Linked DNA regions of Mus musculus: region 2 is linked to region 1. The links are chromatin contacts, called in public HiChIP or PLAC-seq maps. All regions are on one chromosome and are shown on one strand. The core of a region is the stretch at or near the end of the contact, and the rest is flanking DNA. Distances in the headings are between cores, read along the strand shown.

Region 1 (4,474 bases), core at 1,923-4,422:
AGGAGAGTGTAGGAGAAAGGGGAAAAGGGAGACAGTAATGAAGGAAGGCAGGAGTTACTGGAATATTGGGGCACCCAGGAAGGAAATTAGTCAGCTGTAAACATGTCAAAGATTTGGAGACTGGGGAATCCAGTTTGGCTTAATAAAAGAAGGGGTTTTACATTCTGAGTGGTTTGAGAAAAGGAGATGGGGTCATTTCCAGATGGCCTTGAACATGTCAGTGTCTCGTTTGGGAAGTGCACTGTGGTCAAGTGACCATTGTAGGCTCCTGAAAAGAACATGACCACAATTCAAATAAACCAAGGGGAACAAGAAACACAGAACTTATAGGCAGCAATCCAATGGAGTAAATAAACCACACCACAAGAAATCACAGGATAGCAGAAGGGCTGGGGAGAGGGTGTGGTCTAAAACAGAAAGGCAGTGTCTGGATATCTTCCAAGTTAATGTTGAAGGATGTGGCTTTATAACTGGGATCAAGAATTCACTTCTCCCTTTGGGAAGCTTTAGTTTTCTTTTCTTTTGCCCCTAGGCTGCTTTTTTTTCTGTCACCATCCCTCCCTGAAAAATAAACTCCAATCTTAGGTGCTTTCTCAACAAGATAAAGCAGATTAGTAACAAATGACCCTGGAGGTGGAATCAGATGTAACTTTGAAGGGCAACTGATGGTACCAATGGACAAATAAGTTCACAGGTTTTGGCCTTGCTCCTATTGCCCCCTATACTATGACATAGCTTCAGTAATTCTGAGAGGGGGTAAGCACTGAGACCCTACCTAGCCTGACCCACTTACTCACTTCACAGATAAGGATATTTGAGAAGAGAGCTATTAACGCTTCTCTCTTACTCTGCAGAAGTAGTTATGAATGAGATGGATTTGCAAGTGGTTTTTTAGTTAACTAAAGCCTTTGACATCGACTTCTCCTTTATACTCACACAATGGAAACGCATCAATGAGCTAGGCACGCTGAACGGGATACACCACGGCACATACTGTATTAAATACTTGGAGTATTTGAGGATGCTGACTCTCTAGAGGAGACATCTAACTGGTAGAATGACTTAGGGTAAATGCTATGCCCAGGCAATGCATTTTGTAAACAGTGATATTGGGGATGTTAAGCTTTGGCATGCATGTACGACTCATTCGTGAATAAATTAGCATGGTATTGCATTAAGAAAAGACAGTGCCTATAATACTGCTATGATTCATAAAGGTAGTGACTAATGGAAAGCCCAAGAATATGTGAGAAGATTGAAAAAAAAAAAAAAAAAGAAACAAGCTATATATGGCTTTGATGTTTTATATAGCCAACCCATGCAAAACAGGCTTTTATATGCTATGTATATTATAAACACTATTAAAAGGAATTTTAAGGAATGAATATGAAGTGGACAGTAGGAGAAAGGTCAGATTCCACATGTTTGTCGAGAGTTAAAAATTTTACAGCTTTGTTCTTTGGGTTCTATACCTACCTAATTGCAAGAGCAGTGGAGTAGCATCATCTATTCAATGCAAAGTTCTCTTGAGATCCTTTTTGTAATTTGAATGAAGAAGCAAAAACTTAGGGCCTCACATAGTCTTACTCTGTAACAATTCTCTAAGCTTGTCTCGACAAGCTCACCACCTACTGCATACATGGCAAATGGCAAGTAGCAGGCTGACCAGCCAACTCACTGTGATCTGCCTGGGCTTTTTCTTAATAGGTAGATCTTGGGGGGGGGGGGCAGCTCGCTGGAGGGGGCTCCCCAGTGGAGCCATCAGTAGATCTCTGGAATCGTGTTGAGGCCCCAAAAGGGAACTGAAGTTAGTGGATAAGAGTCTCAGTTACTCATCTCGTGACATGCAAAATGGAGGGGAAAAACAGAAAATTGTTTATTATTGTTAATGGTTTGATTGCTTTTATTAGATTAAAAATCATCATCTCTGGCAAATGCCATGTCTCTGATTCCAACAAAGGAAATGGATTCCTTATGTGTAATATGTACTTTTCTGTTGTTCTCTGTGCTTCCGAGTTATCCACAGCCAGGATGAAGACCAAACTCACAAAGAACTGCAAATATTTTGCAAAGAATTCAAATTTTCTCCAGTGAGGAGCCTTTGAAAGATCAAGAGTTTGCAACATCTAGGTTTTCCACTTTCATTCTCATGGAAGCACACATGAAGCAAAGTCCTTTTATTCTTGTATTAATTAACAAGGAATTAAAAAAAAAACCCTAAGCTGACTTACAAAGCACTCTCCTCCCAAGCAATTCCAAGCATGAGACATGCCCGAGGATGGGGGGTGATGGGGACACACTCAAGTAGGCTACAGATAAAGCAAAGCACAGCTATATGCACATTAGTATAATTACAGATTGCAAATTATGCCGGATGTATCTAATATCTAATTTTTTGAAAGCTGACTCCACTTGAGACTTCAATAACAGCGTCAACATTTTGCAGGTGGCTTCTCTGTACAGTATCCAATGGGAATTATTCTTCCAATGCTTATAGCCCTCAAGTTAAACCTGGAGCTCCCCCTTAAAGGACCAATGGACACTGAAAACTGAGAATAGCACCTAGACAAAGGAAATGGAGTAGGGGGAGACCCTGGAAGACACTGAGTACAGTTGCTTATTTCTGTGACGATGATACTTACTTGGTTCAAGCAATAAGGAACTTGAACATCCGTCATTAGAAAATGTAGGAGAGGCTACATGCATGTTGAGGAAGCCAACTGAAAGGTTAAGGGTTGGGCATTTCTTAGATCTATGGATAAAAGGGGAAATGAGCATCAAGGTGGCACGCTCTACCTTTGACTCCAAACATTAAGCCTTATGTTAAATCCAACTCATCTAAGACATACAGTTTGTTCGTCTAAAAAAGATCCGCATTCGGCTTTGAGAAACTGGCTTTTGTCCTCGAGCCCTGCATGAATCAATCACCAACCAACTAAAATATATTTGAGATCTCAGAGAAGGAAGAGTACTCTCCAAGTTGATTGGATCCATCTTCTTGATTCCTCCTTAAAGATCTTTCTGCTAATGAGTCAGGGTTGCTGTGGCATTATTTAATTATCCGCACTTCTGTACGATGAAATATGTTGTCGTAGCGCACACTTCACAGTGCAGTGACTGCTCACATGTAATGCTGCCTCCACAGTTAGTACATTCCTTTGTTCTGCTCATAAGTGGTTTCAGAAAAAAGGGGTGGGCCCGGAAGGAGGAGCCTTTGGGGTTTGTAAAATAAAAATCATACATTCCTGGTGCATGTGCAGAATTCGATGCATTTACATGAATTCTGCTTTTGAAATTAAGTTGTGGCTCCACTTGGAATAAGCCAAGGCACATGTCGGGTGACTTCAAATGCAGCCATGAGGCTCTGAGTGGACCTTGAACATCTCTCTAGTGAATACTCACTGTAATGTAATGGGGGACAGAATGACTTGATTTTTTTTTTTAAAATCAGCAAGGAATGTCTTTAACAAGGAAGAAGTAAATTATGATAATTACTCTGAATGGTCGGATCCTTGAGCATTACTAATTAGCATTTATTGCCTGGATTATGGAACAATACAAGTGAAACCAAACTGCAGTTGCTCTTTTACCTTGAAGACTTGAAAAGGCAATGGAGAAAGATCTCTGCAGCCACCTCCGTGATGCAGACTGCAGGCAGTCTACCTCCCCACAGCCTGCAGACTCCCTCCTTATAGAAACACACCCATACGGGCCTCAGCATTTCCGGCCCATTCATCTTTGTGTGTGTGTGTGTGTGTTAGGTTCATATTTGCATGGGCTATCAGGTTCAGGAGACTAATATTCAGGCAAAATATTTTGGCCATAATACCATCTGAGGATGATGTTATCAGTCGGGAGAGCTTAGCAATAAAGAGCTGAAACTCCATGCTCCATGAAAATATGGAATTCTCCCAAAGAGATATTTGACTTAAAAACAGAACAAAGAACTCAGTTCTTGGTGATTGAAATTTTATATTTCCTCACTGACCCTTAGGACTGAAGCTTAAAAGAAAATAGCTAAGAAAAATAATGGGTTTTTGGTATAAGTACCTTTATTTGTTTATCTATCTATCTATTTATTTTCCATTAGAAATCTGTGATGATATAGGTTCTGAAATTAGAAAACAAAAATTAGATGTTCATGAACAGGTTGGCAGCACTAAATAAATGCCATTGTTAAAATTTAGCAACCAAATTTTTTAAATAAGCCACCAGGTATAATATAAGGAGAGAAAGGAGGAAGAAGAAAAAAAAAAAAGACTCCCTGAGCCGTTTATCACTCTGCAATCTCTGCCGTTCTCCACATCCCATTATAACGAATGAAGAGAAAAGACTATGGTCAGCCAGAAAATGGGCCCCAAATACAGTCACTGCTCTTCCAAATACCGTCCATGGTTTCCCCACCCTGGGCCCTTTTAGCCTGAAAGAATAAGTTTGCTTAAATCTGTGAGGAGATTAAATAGACTGGTGATAG
Region 2 (4,543 bases), core at 911-3,410, 190 kb after region 1:
GGCTGCCAGGCCAGCCATTAGCACACAGACCTTTGGAAGACACTCAGGATAGAAACTATAACAGGAGTGAGTTCTCTTGTTTTCAACTATTCTGTGTCCATGTACAAGACAATTTGCTCTGGAGTGGCTTAAAGTTCAATGTCTCCAACTTAATAGCAACAGCAAGTACAATGGTAATTGTATTCTGCTTTCGACCTCCACCAGCCCTTATGGGGGGGGGGTGAAGATCGTAACTCAGAATGCCAAGTCATAGACTTCTCTCCATGTAGCTCTCCATCATTCTTGGAAGTAGGAAGGTTCCTTTAAGAAGCCAAATTGTGTTGAGTCCTAGATTTGGTTCTTCCCAGAGATGGTTGAATTTTTACTCTTCTTAAACTTGACCTATCACCCAGCCCTTAAGTTTCTGTGATCTTGGAAGTGGAAGGAAGTACTTATTCAAACCTCCCCCTCTCACTTTATACAGAAAATAGAGAGAGGTTCAAAGAAGTGAATAGCTTCCCCAAGGCCATGAGACTGATGTGCCTAACACTCCACTCAATACTTCCTTCCCTAGTGGTCAGGCAGGGTTTTAGGTTTGTGTAGATGAAAGACACAGTCTTCCTGAAAAGGTATTGTCATCACCACAGGCCCGAGTGCACGGGTCCCATGATGAAGGAACTCCGAGCCAGGTGTAACAATAGCAGAGGGATCAGCACAAATGCCCAAACAGCCTACTGAGCATCCCTGGGGGAAATAAATAAATAGCATACAAAAGTTATCCTTTTAATTCAAAGAGTTATCTGGGATCCTCAATGGTAGTCAAAGTTCATGAAACTACTGTGGTGATTATGAAGATGGAAAAATTATTATTTGACTTACACTCGTAATAGCCTCTGGTTGCAGAAAGGATTCCTGTCTCCTGGAAGAGACATGGTGAATAAGGTCAACTGAAGTTGTTTGGTTTTGGAAACATTATCTTGTTGGAGAAAACACTTACTCTTTGCACTTAGGAGCTCCTGGTGGTCTCAGTTGGTCAGCAATAGTGAAACTCTCCTGAAACATCACAGCCTCGGGAAGATGAGGTCAGTCCATTGCAGGATTCACTAAGAGTGAACAGAGAAAGCTGAGTTACCTGGAGTAGGGGTACAATGACTGCACCACGGTCCCAACATTCACCCATGTCATCTCACACGTGGGTGCCCTTAACAAGCTGGGTTTTGTCCCCAGTATTTAACAAACTCCCTTGAATATCTTCTTTACTTGAATATACTTCTTTGAGTGCTGTACTGGGTTTAGGGAGCCAGCAACCTCTGCCTGAACTCTTCATCCTAGAGTATGGGAAGCCATTAACAAAAAGTTTTCAAGACCACAACATATGAGACATTTTGGGCTGGTGTGACTGCATTAATGGAAACACACATTTCTCCCTGAACATTACTGTCAGATGAGACAGTGAAACCCACAGGAATGAGAAGGAAAGCAAGTGTCCCACCCGAGACTATACACACTTCACTTGCTATTCCCCGATGCCTCATCTCCGAACTTGGGTGTAGCCCAAAGCTGAGGCTGAGATCACACAAGCTCCCACTTCTGTTCGTGCTGTGAGCCTCCCAAAGGAGCATTCCCTATCCCCTGGCTTCAGAGGACACAAACCTTCCTTTGATCAGGAAGGCAAGCAGCCAGGCCATGCAAACAGCAAAGGCGATCAACACCAGCATCTGGACTGCAAGGTTGACTGTATTGTCTTCACGAATTAAAAATGACACATCGCAAAGATTACACGGCTCTGGTAGACCTCATGGCCTGCCTGACATGCTGGTTCAGTCTAAATCACGGACTCATTCAGACACCCAAACAAATTAACACATGTTTCTTGATGATACAAAATTGCATCTGTGTGTGTGTGTGTGTGTGTGTGTTCAAACCACTATACAAACACATCATCAATTAAATATTTATCAGACTTCCACTGACCTATGAAAGTCATCATCCACTAGCCCTCAGAGCACCATGGCTGGCTGGTTTTAAAAGCTAGCTTGCAGCTTTGGTCAGTGGAACACATTAGACCTTTCTCTGTGAAAAGCTCTTTCTATCTTTTGAACCGGATCCACACCCTGGGCTGAATGAAGCTTTTAGAACCAGTGAGAACCAGATGGCCCTCCGAGATCATTTTTGAATGTTTGGATCTGAGTCATTTGTATGCAGAAGGTTTCACAAAATAGCAATCTGGGTGGCAGGCTCCAGGCTGGGTCCAGCTTTCCAGACAGCCCATCTTTGCCTACAATTGAGAAGACAATATTGTAAGGTTCCATAAAAATATTGCAACATTTATCTATATGTGTAGCATCAAATAAATGAAGTGTACTTGTCAGGCTGCTATTTCTATGGGAGGTCTCACAGCTCCGCCTTCTCTCCCCTCCTCCCCCACCCCATTCCTTTTGCTTGTTTCCATTCCACCTATAGGGTTTTGTTTTGTTTTGTTTAAATCACAGGCATAGAGCCAGCATTGTGAACCAGCCAGCAGAGGGTACTACGTTACTGGTGCAATAATCCAAGCCACAACAAACACGGAGCTGAGAACATTTAGATGAATTAAAATGGGCTCCACTCAAATTGTGCTCTGGGAGTTCCTCGTTTACAAAGGAAAGGCTGTGGGATGGAAGATATGAGAAGGAGCAGATCCACAAGGTCTGCTCATCCATAAGGAAAGGCGAGGGTCTTAGTCTGAGAGCAGACCAAGGGGTGGAGCACACTCAAGTTCAAAAAGGGGGACGTGATCCAAACTAAGAGGTACGCTTACAGTCATTTACTGTAGAGGAAAACAACTAACTTATATTAACACAGATATAAGCAGAGGGATATTATCGCAATCTTATTTCCAGTCACTCCAAGCTGGAAGGAATCAGAATGCCCCGTAATCCACGAATGGAAGACCAAGAACAGTGTTGTTACATGCGGAACACTATGGAGCTACAAAAGCGAGGAAGTTCTAGCTGGATGAGGATGTGGTAACTTATGACTGTAATCCCAACACTCAAGATGCTGAGACAGGGGATTAATGCTAGTTCAACACTGATGTGGATGGCATAGTAAGGATCTGATCGAATAATAATGAAAAGAGTTACTGACAGAGCAATACGGATGAGCCTAAAGGACATTGTATTGAGTGGAGGACGCCATCCACCCACCCCACCCCCACTCCCTGCCAAGTGTCACCTTCTAATTCCGTTAATACACTACTCTCAGCAAACTTGGGGCTCTAAAGACAGGACATGGCAGAGGTATGTGAGTACAAAGCAGTGGTATGGGAAAACATTTAGGATGGCAAATGTTCTGCTATGAGTGATGATTCCAAACAGGAATTAAAATCATAGACCCACACACCCAAGAAAATTAATTTCTTTATATGCTAGTTTTAGAAGTAAAAGATTTTAAAGAAAAAATATGTGTTTAAGATGACTGCTATAAATATACATATGTATACACATACATATACATGCACATGCACACACACACACACACACACACACACACACACACACACACACACACACACACACCCTGACACAACTGTGAGCAGTATAGGATAAGCGGATACATGAGAAGTCTGGAGAGTGGGGGAAGGAAGCTGTTAACTCAATGGTAGACTGCTTCTCTGCCTGGCACATGCAAGAATCTGTTTTCAATTTTGCTTTGAAAGTGGGGAGAGGATGCTGTGGGTAAAGTGCATTTGTGGTCATCTCCAAAAATATGCAGAAAGACCAAACATAGAAGGTCGGGGTGAAACTGAACCCAATAGACCAGGTTAGCAAGAACCAGGTAAGATGAGACTCCACATGGCAGATTGGTATATATGCATAGTAGGGCTTCACTGCCTCCAGCAGCTCAGGCTGAAGGGACCAGATGAGCCATCTGGCTCCACATGGTGGTGACACAGCCATGGCTAACAATCATTACTGGTACCATATCAGGGTCTGCCCAGCTTAGAACCGACATCCATGAGAGTATGAAATATTCTCTAGGGATTTCTCTCCCCAGCTTACTGGGGGAAAAAAAAAGGCTCACTAGCTCTGGGCAGGAACTCAGGTGAGAGGCCAAGTAGCCAGAGAAAAACTGACCAATCCTTGTGAGAAGTTTATCATCCCCAGACCCTTGTTATGTCTCGAAGCTCATCTGTTATCTAGCTTGGGATAGCATTTCCTCTTATCCAGGGCAGTTATCAGCCTGTGGGCTACAATCCCCACAGGGTTCACGTATCAGATATCTTACATAACAGACATCTACATTACCATTCATAACAGCAGCAAAATTATAGTTATGAAGTAGCAATGAAATAATTTTATGGTTGGAGGTCAACACAGCATGAGGAACTGTATTAAAGGGTCTCAGTGTTAAGAAGGTTGAGAACCACTGCTCCTATCTGTCCTAAGAGGACATGACTATATTTGACATCTTTAAGGAATAAAATAGGTGATTCCTCCATACCTCCACACCATTGGCATCCACATTCAATTCACCACGTCCCTTGGCCTTTTAGTACTTGCTAGGATTGTTTTGGGATGAA

The links. HiChIP or PLAC-seq counts read pairs in DNA pulled down with a chosen protein or histone mark.
Region 2: an H3K4me3 HiChIP or PLAC-seq map of forebrain shows a contact between it and region 1, with 4 times the contacts expected there. The contact joins two enhancer-like sites. A contact is called at or near these places in 1 of 39 promoter capture datasets (cranial neural crest), 13 of 484 Hi-C or Micro-C datasets (the N1E-115 cell line, brain, cerebral cortex and 6 more) and 9 of 115 datasets of contacts at active chromatin or transcription factors (VIP interneurons, craniofacial prominence, embryonic basal ganglia and 6 more).

Annotation. Positions count from the first base shown.
Region 1 is chr9:41,585,164-41,589,637 of GRCm38.p6, reverse strand. The region is part of intron 4 of Mir100hg (Mir100 Mirlet7a-2 Mir125b-1 cluster host gene); the gene reads right to left. Among named protein-coding and RNA genes, the nearest start is that of Mir125b-1, 5.5 kb to the right of the region's middle. Within about 2 kb of position 3,172, at least 67 of the 459 cell types and tissues checked have an H3K27ac peak or open chromatin away from gene starts, as enhancers often do. A contact at or near this core is called in the N1E-115 cell line, cortical neurons and forebrain, where this site is marked.
Region 2 is chr9:41,389,733-41,394,275 of GRCm38.p6, reverse strand. It overlaps Mir100hg (Mir100 Mirlet7a-2 Mir125b-1 cluster host gene), which reads right to left. Exons shown (of 5, transcript NR_131928.1): 2 at 977-1,082. Among named protein-coding and RNA genes, the nearest start is that of Mir100hg, 15 kb to the right of the region's middle. Within about 2 kb of position 2,160, at least 30 of the 459 cell types and tissues checked have an H3K27ac peak or open chromatin away from gene starts, as enhancers often do. A contact at or near this core is called in the N1E-115 cell line, cortical neurons and forebrain, where this site is marked.